Regions from separate parts of the Sus scrofa genome. Here region 1 is linked to region 2. Evidence: chromatin contacts called from public HiChIP or PLAC-seq data. All regions are on one chromosome and are shown on one strand. The core of a region is the stretch at or near the end of the contact, and the rest is flanking DNA. Distances in the headings are between cores, read along the strand shown.

Evidence for each region. HiChIP or PLAC-seq counts read pairs in DNA pulled down with a chosen protein or histone mark.
Region 1: an H3K27ac HiChIP or PLAC-seq map of alveolar macrophages shows a contact between it and region 2. The contact joins two enhancer-like sites.

The regions. Positions count from the first base shown.
Region 1 is chr16:35,898,141-35,904,157 of Sscrofa11.1, reverse strand. All of the region lies in intron 1 of MAP3K1 (mitogen-activated protein kinase kinase kinase 1), which reads right to left. Among named protein-coding and RNA genes, the nearest start is that of MAP3K1, 29 kb to the right of the region's middle. Within about 2 kb of position 3,892, at least 14 of the 83 cell types and tissues checked have an H3K27ac peak or open chromatin away from gene starts, as enhancers often do. A contact at or near this core is called in alveolar macrophages, where this site is marked.
Region 2 is chr16:35,810,252-35,816,251 of Sscrofa11.1, reverse strand. No RefSeq gene overlaps it. Among named protein-coding and RNA genes, the nearest start is that of MAP3K1, 59 kb to the left of the region's middle. Within about 2 kb of position 2,186, at least 13 of the 83 cell types and tissues checked have an H3K27ac peak or open chromatin away from gene starts, as enhancers often do. A contact at or near this core is called in alveolar macrophages, where this site is marked.

The sequences.
Region 1 (6,017 bases), core at 2,643-5,142, 86 kb before region 2:
TGCAGCACTATTCACAATAGCCAGGACATGGAAACAACATAAATGTCTACTGAGAAGTGAATGGATTAAGAAGATACGGTATATACACACAATGGAATATTACTCAGCCATAAGGAAGAACAAAATAATGCCATTTTCAGCAACATGGATGGAACCAGAGACTCTCATATTAAGCGCAGTAAGTCAGAAAGAGAAAGACAAATACCATATGATATCACTTATATCAGGAATCTAATATATGGCACAAATGAACCTTTCTACAGAAAAGAAACAAATTCATGGACTTGGAGAACAGACCTGTGGTTGCCAAGAGGGAGGGGGAGGAAGTGGGATGGACTGGGAGATTGGGGTTAGTAGATGCAAACTACTGCATTTGGAGTGGATAAGCAATGAGATGCTGCTGTATAGCACAGGGAACTATTATCTAGTCACTTGTGATGGAACATGATAGAGGATAATGTGAGAACAAGAATGTATATATATATATATATATATATATTTCTGTGCAGCAGAAACTGACAGAATAATGTAAATCAACTATAATAGAAAAAATAAAAACCTAAAAAATAAAAATAATAAAAATAAATAAGAATGGCTTAAAAATATCTGAAATGCATATCTTATATTATAAAATTGATTTTAACAAAAGAACCATTCTTCCTTTTAAATGTACTAACAGATGATGTAAGTATAAAACTAATTATGTATACTTTATCAAGCTTGGGGATACATAAGGTAACAATCATATGTACCGACAACTGTGTAACTGACCACTCAAGAAAATGTCAAACTGCCAAAGAAGTTAAAACTCACCAGGAGGAAAAGATAATTCAGACAGCTCAAATATAGAGCAAAATTCAGGGTGGTAGAGTAGCTATGCAGAGACAATCAAGAATATGCAATGACCTATTAAAATTGCTAAGAATTTTAAAGAAAAATAAAGTATGAATCAAGTTAGTAATCAGGTTAGATTAGTAAGGAAGGAAAATCCTGGAAGATTAGCAATTTGAAATCAGAAACTATTATTATTATTATTATTATTATTTAAAGCAGCTGAGGAGAAAAACCAGAGAAAGTGAGGGTGTCTCAAGGTGACACCTCTCAATATATGGGCACAAAATAAAACAAATCAGACTAAAGTGAAACCAACAAATGTTGTCACTTCTATACTGTCTTAAGACTCAGGTTCAATGAAATTCACTGACTTGTCAGAAATTATCAACTAAAATTGGATGGTAACATTTATGTAGATAAGTGAAAGTTGTAAAAAATAGAATTGGACAGAAAAGAGTTTGGTGATTTTGTAAGATTCATCATCTCAGAAAACACATGAAAATCTTAGTGACAGAAAAACTGAATACAGTTCTGTTATCAATGACAGACAAAACAAAATGGACTGAAAAGTTACTAGCTGTCACTGAGACATTTACTACTTAACTGAAATATTTTTCAAAATCACTTTTCTTACTCATCAAAGTAATCACTTCTACAACAAAATTTCCAAATACTACTATTCTTCCACCCATCTCACAGGGTGAGATTTACATTATTCTTTTCTTCTCACTCATGAACTCAGAAAATCTATTAAACTACTTTTTGAGAGCCAGGGTTTACAGGTGGAGTTTAGGAGCAACAGGGTTCCCACTTCTTATTTGTTCCTTTCCAATAAAAAACCATGAAAGCTTCAAATACTTTTAATCTTGTAGGCTTGTAGTGTTTTGATATTCAGTGCTAAAAAATCCACTGTTTATTCCTTCCTTTGTTGTGTCCTTGATAATTGACGAAGAACCTTTAGAAACTTTTGAAAAAAATGGGACGTATGCGCATCCTCTTCCTTAATTGTTGAATATAGATAAGTAAGCAAGGAAAAGGATGCTTATTTTTTACAGTATTTGGCTAAATGTGTATTTCCTTTTAAGAATTCCCCTCTCCTGCTACTTGACAAATGCAGGGTTGGCCATGTGTAAAAGAAAACTGATGCAGAGATGTACGTGACCTTTTATGCTGCATTAGAGGTAGACTGGAACTCCCTACACTACTGCTGTGGGTCAGTTTTCAGCAAAGCAATGTGTCCTGTTCTGGTACTTCTAAGGGCATAATGATACATAATTAAGATACACAGTGATACATAATTCATGATACAGAGCAGGTATTCCAGGGGGAAAAGATGTCTGCTCCTTCACCACCTTCGCTTTCATCAAGATCCCAAGTCAATGTTGTGGGGGTTCTGATGTATGTTTTTCTCTGAAACCTTTCCAATGGGTGTGTGACTACATTTTTACCAAGTGAATTATTTTGAAAGAAATGTGGCAGCTCAGTCTCAGTATTCCAAAAGATTAAATGAACAAAGCTCATAACAGGAAAGTGGTCTGTTAACTATATATTTTCCCTCCCCTAGTTTAAGAAAGTGGTTTAAAGTTTAAAATGTAACATTCTGAGTACCTTCTATGTTAATAAAATCCCTGGGATTGTTTTTAATATTCCCAGATGAATGGAGAAGAAGGCATATAGGGCTGAATTAAGAGCACAAAGCCCTCTTACAGACTTTGCTAGGAAAATGATTTCTTGCAAACCCAGTAGAACAGCTAGTACTATTTCTATAGTACTTCCTTCTAGCTGGTGGAAAGTCATGTTAACTGGGATGCTCATAATGAGGAAGAATGACTTCCTGACAAACTTAGCTTTTCTTCTCCATGCTTTTAATGCTAGAAAACCACTGTGTTCAATGACTGACTGCTGGCATGCCTAGTATGTGTAAGCTCGGGGCTAGGCAACAGATATAAATACAAAGTGGGATAAAGAAAAGATAAAACAAGATCTCTGTTTCTCTAGGCACTGAGTCTAGCAGAACAGCGAAAACAGATGCCAGTTCTGCTATAATAAAAGTATTTTGATATATCATAAAGGGTTGCAAGTATGGAGTGGATTTCCCTCCTTAATTTCATTTAGGGAAGTCCTAGAAAGATCTACAGAGAAGATGATGCCTAAATAATTTTAAAGGAACGAACAGAACTGATAAGCAAAGAGCAGATGAAGGCTGAAAAATTTTCTTGACCAGCTTTGATGAAAACAACATTCTATAGAATACTAAACAGTTTATGATTCTGCTGTTCAGGAAACACCAAAGTTATAACAAGCTTATTCAAAGACCTGTGTGCAGCATACTTTGCAGGGGCTGGGGGTGGGGGGGGGTGTTAAACCAGAAGGTATGCAGCACTCCTCACGCTTATTTGGCACAGAAGTCCTTTTTTAGCAAAACACCTTTAATAGAGTAGTGGTTCTTAGAAGATACCGTAAGCAGTCTGTACTGGATCATCTCTATAGAACTTTCTGACTCAAATTAGACAAGAGATCTGAAAAGAAAAATCCAGAGAAGATGAACATCAGCTATTTTAATGTCTTACTATTTAAGACTTCTTAAGCTATCATAAAATTCAGGAACTGTGTTCAGTGCAACTAAAGCTCCAAGAATCAAAATATGAGGGAAAAAGATAACCTGACAGCCAGCTAGAGATGGGTAAATTCACCTGGTACGAATTCATCCTAAGAGAAGTGGGTGTGAGACATTCAAACGTGGTCCAATCTAACCACAACAGAGGCCAGAGAGTGTCACTAAGATTTGCTCCTGCCTAGTCCACTCACTCTCTGCCAAGGACTTTGGTCTGGGATAAACACAAAGACATCAGTGGGAAAAAAAAAAAAAAAAAAAAGACTCATAAACGAAAACCAAAAAAACCCCTGACAAGTCATTTTCTCTACAAATCTCTCTATGCCTAGAGGAAAGCCCGAGAATATGAACTAAAAAAGGAACCTGGTGCATGGTCCTCCCTTCACTGCAAACCCATGGAGCTCTGGCACAGTGGGAGCACTCGTGTGTTCTCAGCACGGATGACAGTGCTCCTGGCAATGACTGGTGGGAAGTAGGTCAGGGCAGAAGCAGTGCACAGCAGAGGCAGTGAGACCAATGTGGCTGAAGGAAGTGAGGGTGATGGGTGAGGAACCAGTGCTGCACAGAGATGGCTACAAGGAACTGACCAAATTCATTCACTGGCACATACCAGGCCCACATGGGGGAACTTAGAAAGTATGGGGGGAGGGTCTATTAGGGACACTTACTGGCTAATAGCCACCAAAACCAGTAAAGTCTCAGTTGTATACACGACAAAATCAAAAGGGCTTCTTATTCAACAGAGATGACATAACCTGAAAGCTATGCTTCTAGGAGAGGATAGATAAAGAAGCCATACCACGAACATCATCACAAGACATACAGCAGTGAACAATGGCATGAGTTCTACAGCTAGAAGGCTTGGGTTCAAATCCAAGGTCTGACACCTACTAGCTATATGGCTTTGCCCAAGTTATTTAACCTCTCTGTATCTCAACTTCCTCACTGTAAAAGGGATAATAATTCCTACCAAACAGAGTTGCTATTAGGATTAAAATAAGTTTATAGGTAAAATCCTTACAAGGAAGTTCACCCCCCTAATTTCTTCCTGTGTAAAATGCAGATAATAGCCAGTATTTATGGTGTACATAGTCTATGTGTCTTTCACTGTTTTAAGCCCTTTGCATATAGTTCTCATCTCATAGTTTTATTTATTTATTTATTTTATTTATTTATTTTTTAATTTTCCCACTGAACAGCAAGGTCATCTCATAGTTTTAAAATGAACGAACATGGTGGATGAAGCACTAAAACAGTGCCAAGTATATGGGAAGCACAAAATAAACATAACTACTGCAACTACTACTATCAGTATTTATGCTGCTGCTGCTACTCTTTTTTGTTTTGTTTTTGTCTTTTTAGGGCTGCCCCCATAGCATATGACAGTTCCCAGGCTAGTGGTCGAACTGGAGCTATAGCCACCAGCCTACACCACAGCCAGAGCAACAGGGGTTCTGAGCCTCGTCTACAACCTACACCGAAGCCTATAGCAATGCCGGTTCCTTAATCCACTGAGCAAGGCCAGGGATCGAACCCGTGTCCTCATGGATACTAGTCAGGTTCATTACCACCGAGCCACAGCAGAACTCCAAATAGGATGTATCTTTTACTCCCAGGTCACGTTTTCTTATTCAGCATTTTATGGTAAATTTATCTGTAAATTCTTAACCTTTGGCAGCTTTTCTACAGTGTAAATTAGTTCTCAAGTTTTTTTTTTTTTTTTTTTTTTTTTGTCTTTCACAAGAAAAGTATTCTAGTGGTGGTATAGGAAACAACTTTATTGGGATATAATTCACAGACCATACAATTCACCCATTTAAAGTGTACTATTCAGTAGTCTTTACTATACCCATGGAGTTGGGGCCAGGGATCAAGCCTGTGTCCTCAAGAATGCTAGTCAGATTCGTTTCTGCTGAGCCACAATGAGAACTCCTGCTGCTGCTACTCTTTATGAAGCCTCCTCTGTACTGGGTACTACGCTAGGTGCCATCCATACAAGTAGTTCCAAGTTTCACAAAAGCCTACAAGGTAAGACACACTGTCTCTGTTGGGCAGGCAAAGAAACTCTTGCAGAAAGATTAAGGAACCTGCCTAAGGACCCATAGCGAGTGGGAATTCTGAGTTTCAAAACCAGGTCTCTGCTCCTTTTAGTCTATGTTCTTCATACTTTCTTTTAACATCATGTTAGTTGAAAAAACAGATGAAAATAGCAAAATACAACTACTGTTTCTAGTTTCAAGGAGGTAACAATGTTGACTAGAGACATCTGGAATGTGAAGACTGGCTGCTCATCAAGGCTACTCATTGACTCTGGGGTGCAAAGACAGAGGTAAGAAGAAAGAGGTGGCTCCAACTATGCCTTTAATATTCATTTGTTTAAAGTGCACACACACCCAACTGCAGCAACTATGGTAAAATATTAACATTTGTTAAACACATGCAAAGGTTTTATGCTGTTCACTAGACTATTCTCTAATATTTTCCCTCTGTGTTTTTCTGTATGGTTGAAATATTTCCTTAAAAATAAACATGTGCTGGGAGTTCTCTTGTCACAGCGGGTTAGGGATCT
Region 2 (6,000 bases), core at 937-3,436:
GTACCAGCAGCAGTAGCAGCGCCAGATCCTTAATCCACTGCACCGGGCTGGGGACCAAACCCACACTGCCACAGAGACAATGTGGAATCTTTAACCTGCTGAGCCACAGTAGGAACTTGAATAAGGTATTTCTCAGGTATGCTTTGTTTCCTCTTCCAAATTAACTAAAACCGAGATAGTTAATATGACCTGTACAATTTTACTTGCTCCACACAGCACCATGTTATCTGTGGCAGGAGGCCCTGAATTTTCTGGTAAGTGTTCACTTGGGTAGTTAAGGGCACAGACTCGGGCCAGATGTATGAGTTCAAATCTTGATTCCTCCCTTCCCTGCTGTGCAAACTGGAGCAAGTTACTCCCCTGGACCTGCCTTGCCTCATCTGTAAAATGGGTCTGATGACGGTAACGTGCTTATTGAGATTTGTGAGGATTGTCAGAGTTAATACATGTAAAGTGCCTGGACGGTGATTGGCAAGTAATGTATGCTCATAAGCATTTGTTCTTATTTGTCACACACTAAAGCTTTTTAGGACACTCAGGATCAGCCTAGAAGTTTCTGTTCCAATTCAGCACTGTCGAGGGTCTATGTGTGCCCTGCCTTTTTTTTTTTTACTGTCACACCTGCATGCTGGCCTGAAGAAGGACAATTCTGAGAAAAGGAGCTACATTTTCAATTTCTGTACAAATCTAGCTTGAAGCTTCTGCTATCTTTTGAACTAAAACTCTGTTGGAGTCTTATAAACATGCCAAGAGGTAGTTAAAAAGGTAAGACTTCATTATATGCTAAATGTAAAGGGGCAATAGTCTTGCTCCCTTGGTCTTCCTTTCACCTTTTAATTGCACCAGCAACAAAATATAACAAGCGAGACTGGAATGAGAGTTGAGCCATTGCTGAGAGTGTCTGGTTGGAGGTGGTCCAGGTAGGTCTTGACACCACATATCCCAGTACATCTTGGTACAAAGTATGAGAATATGCATGATTGGAGGATATCACCTTCCAGCCACAGCGCCTCTCACTACACTCTTTATGATTAGAGAACTGTGCAGCCTTGTGACTTCTTCCAGTCAAAGTCACGCCCAAAGTTAATTCCAAATCTAAACCTCTTTAGTCATTATTATGCTTCTCTTACCCGAGTGTCCCTTAAAGTTCCTAAATTGAGAAGGGTTATTTGGTCAGTATAAAAGTCTCAAAACAAAATGCTATTTTGCAGGAAATGGCTAATGTGTCTTATACAAAGTGGACTTCATTTTACAAACATTTTTGAGCAGATACTGGGCTCCAGGCCCTGGGGTAGGTGCTGAGGAGATAGTGGTGAGCAGGTCAGGGAAGTTTCTCTCCTCATGGAGGTTCCAGTCTGGGTGAGAGTCAAAGACTGGCTTGGGAATCAGTAATATCCAGTGCCTCAACTGAGAGAGAAAACAAAAGCCCCATACCTTTTGTCTTTTTGGAAAGATCCAGGATCTTTTCCTGTGATTCCAGGTGAAATCTCAACCGAGAGTGTCTAATCAGTTCTCTTCTCCTTCCTCTTCTCTTCCCTAACACTGGCTTCCTGTTCCTCTGGGGAAGCGCTTTTGACTGGTGAATATATTAATATGCATACTTAAAAGAAACAGAAAAAAAACTGTTTTGTATATTTCCTCTACATAATGTGTTACTGTTCAGAGTTCTTGACCTCCTTAATCAATAGAAATTGATAAGAGGCCAGACAGGAATATTCAGGCAAGGTTTTATTGAGGCTTCTGCTGCAGCAGCAGGGAGTGAAAACAAACATCAAGTTTCCTGGTTTGCTCACTCCCTGGGGGGAGGGAGGACAGCTGGTTCTTTCTATGGAGTAAGGGCAGGGGCGGGCCAGAGGTTGGGCCAGAGGGGTGGCTTAGGTGGTTTGCCCACTTCCTTGGTGGTGGGTGTAGGGGGCGTGCATAGTACTCTCCTTTTCCTTCTGACACCCTGCTTTTGCTCTTGGCTCTTCAGAAGTGGCACTTGGGGTTTTAGAGGTTTTTTTGTATCTTCTTATCCATAATTTTCCCCAATTGCACATGTACACAGTTCTTTTTTATCCCTTATAGTTTCTTTGTATTTTATTGCTCAAGGAGATGTTTGTCCGGGGGCAAGCACCACAGTCACTGCAGCAAAGGGTCTCAGATCCCAGCCTGTCTTATATAGTTGATTATAAATGGTTGGCTCATGTGGTTATGGAGGCGGAGAAGTCCCAGGGGTGGCAGTTGGCAAGCCTGGAGACTCAGGAGAGCTGATTGTATTTCAGTCTGAGATCAAAGTCTTAAGAACTAGGAAAGCCAATTGTGTGAGTTCCAATCTGAGTCTGAAGCAGGAAAAGACCAATGTCCCAGCTTGAAGAAGTTCAGGCAGAAGGAAATTTCTCTTATTTGCCTTCTTATTCTATCAAGGCCTTCCATGGACTGGACAAGGCACACCCAAATTGGGGTAGGCAGCCTGCTTTACTCAGTCTACAGATTCAGATGTTAATCTCATTCAGAAACACCCTCACAGACACATACTCAGATATACCCAGAGTATCATTGAACCAAGTATCTGGGCACCCCATGGCCTAGTAAGTTGACATATCAAATTGACCATCAGTGGAACTTAGGCCACATGCCCAAATCCTAGCTGCAAAGGAGGCTGGGAAAACAGCATCTGGCCTTTTAAACTTACACAATGAGAGATTTCCACTGGGATCCTGGGTGACTGAAAAGAATGGCAAAAGTGTCCTTCCGCTAGAACCAGGTTTCCTGATTCCAAGCTTTTCACTATGTCATGGTTGCCACATGTTTTTCCCCCTTTTCTTTCAAAAAACAAGCTGTCGGGTGAGAGAGCACTGAGAATTCCATTCTTTAGAATGTATTTAATTATTTCTACACTGGAGCAAATGCCTTGGATTGATGTTTTTTCATGGGAATTCAAGCCCCATTCTCTTTGGCAGAAAGTCCTAACTATTTTTGGAAGTTGAAAAAAATTCAGAGAATCTGGTTCACTTTTGGTCATGTACAGTAATGTTATTTTTATGTATCTAGGACAGTGACATGGTCAATGTTTATTTTTGATTGGCTTTCTGGGGACACAAGGGTGGGCTAAGAGGTCGGGAACATGGGAGGACAGTCACTCACAGTTAGCTGGAACCTTGTGCTGGTGGAATCCTCACTCACTAGCAAAAGCCCTCCCTCCCTGAGTGCTTGAGATTGCTCCCTCAGAGCCTACCAGGCCTCTCTTTGGTCTTCTTTTCCTTTCAACTTGGGCTGGAATGTTCTCTAAGATTTGGTGCAAAGTGTCCTAGAATTGGGACCCCAGCATTTGAGTTGTAGTTCTGCCATTTAATCACTGTGGGCATTGAGCAAGTTACTTACTCAGAGTCTCAGTTTCTTTATCTGTGAAACCAGACTGTTGGATTAGATAATCCACAGTCAGGGTACTTTGGCTAAGAATCAAAATATCCAAGTATAGGAGTTCCTGCTGTGGAGCAGTGAGTTAAGAATCTGACTGCAGTGGGGTGGGGCGCTGTGGAGGTGTGAATTTGATCCCCAGCCAGGCACAGTTGCTGCAGCTGTGGCTCAGATTCAGTCCCTGGCCCAGGAACTTCCATATACCATGGATGTGGCCATTAAAAAAAAAAAAAAAAAAAAAAATCCAAGTATAAAAATGACTTTAAAAATAAAGAAGTTAAAAAAAATCTTTTTTTGCCTTTTAGGGCCGCACCCATGGCATATGGAGGTTCCCAGTCTAGGGATTGAATTGGAGCTGTAGCTGCCAGCCTGGTCCACAGCCACAGTGTGGCCAGATCCGAGCAGCGTCTGCGACCCACACCGCAGCTCACAGCAGTGAGGGATCATTAACCTAATGAGCAAGGCCAGGGATAGAACCTACATCCTCATAGCTGCTAGTCAGGTTTGTTTCCTCCAAGCCACAATAGAACTCCAAAAATAACTCCATATTATGTTAAAATCAAAATTCTGGATTTAAGGTTATTTCATGGATTGGTTCAACAACTCAATGAGATATTAAAAAACATGGGCTCTTTGTCTTACTGCACTGTCAACTTTAGCATGATGTTTCTCCTGACAGTTGTATGTGGCTGCCAAAGTCCTAAGTGTCAAGAGTCCATCAGATCGAAGAAGAGAAGTTGGGGTATTATTTCCTTGTGAGTCTTTTTATCAGGGAGGAAACCTTTCTTCAAAGACTCTAGCAGACTTCTTAGGTCCATGCATAGTTTCTAAGGAAGATGTGGAAAAGACTTGCAGAATCCTTTCTAGTCCAAGTATTCTGTGATTCTCTGGTTGACAGTCTTCATTAGCAAATACAAGGATCAGGCTTTGACACCGGCTCTCAGGTGTTGGGTTTTGCGTGACTTTGGAAAGATAAAGAACAGTGGCCTCTTCCTATGAAAGGCACATGGAGTGGATCATGGCAATAGTCTTCAGAACATTTTTTGTGGGGGAAATAATGAACTGTCTGTTTCTGGGAGTAATTTCTTTAAATACAGAAACATCATATAGATATACTTGATATATGCTTCCTATAAAGTTTGTATTTTGGCCTAATTTCTTTCAATATTGCACCCTAGTGGCAGGGTTGAAAGTATCCCATTTACCATACTCATAGATTGTCTCAGTGCCTGCTTCCAGGGAACCCAGACAGTAACACCTGTACATGTCTGCAGCATAATTCTTCCACTGAGACTTGCTATCAGTTCCATACAGCATCATCTTTTATGGATGCTTCTGGCACCATAGTGTCTGCAGATCACATGGTCCTACTGGCAGGGCTACCCTTACCATAGCCTGAACCTTTTCTGATCTAGGCCATACAACTATCTGGCAGCCTTTTGTATGACCCAGTATATGGGCTGGCAAAGCATCCCTAATGTGGGATATGCTGTCTCCAGAACTTCAAAAGGCTCACCAGGGCCTGCACTTCCTTAGCAGTGGGGCTGGATCCTTCTTCCTGGAGACTTGGCCCCACCTTCAATCCACAGGACCTAAAAACTATCTGAGGCCCAGAACCTGGGCAAAGATCATGACTTTTGACTGGGATGAATGCTCTCAGTCTCTCAGTCATCTGTCCTTAACTTTTTATACTGGTACAAATTGAGGAGTACCCTGTCTGACATCTATTTTGATCCTTTGGATGCTCTGCTTTGAGTTAGGCACCTCAGACTGCCACTATAGCCCTGCTGGTTTCTGCAATAACTGCAATCCACTGGCTTCTGGCAGGCAAGGGCTGCCACCAGCACTGTATGTTTTGGGGTTCTGTTGTTCCCTTTCCTCCAGTAAGCTCAGCTCTGTAGTGGTATTTTGTAGCCTGGTCAGCCCTGGTCTACAAAGGGAGCCACCTTTGAATTTTTCACCCCTCTTGGTAGTATATACCTTATGGCTTGACAAATGTCCTTTGGGTCACACACTGCGGCACATCACTTCTGGTCACATGTAATATAGCCATTCCATCGTGCCCACTTCCCTGGGCCTCTTTTTTTAAAAAAAAAAAAATTTATTGAAGTATAGTTGATTTACAATGTTGTGTTAACTTCTGCTGTATAGCACAGTGACCCAGTTATACATATATATTTCATATTTCATATTCTTTTCCATTGTGGTTTATCAAGGGATATTGAATATTGTTCCCTGTGCTGTACAATAGGACTTTGTTGTTTATCCATCCTGTGTATACTAGTTTGCATCTGCTGATCCCAAACTCCCGATCCTTCCCTCTCCATCCCCCTCAAGCTTGGCAACCACGAGTCTGTTGCCTGTGTCTGTAGTCCGTTTCATAGATGTGTTCACTTGTCATATATTAGATTCTACCTATAAGTGATATCACATGGCCTTTGTCTTCTTTTTTCTGACTTATTTCACTTAGTATGATAATCTCCAGATCCATCCATGTTGCTGCAAATGGAAAAATTTCATTTTTTATGACTAATATTCTGTTATATATATATTTATATATATAAAACATCTTCATTTTTGTGACTAATATTCCATTGTGTG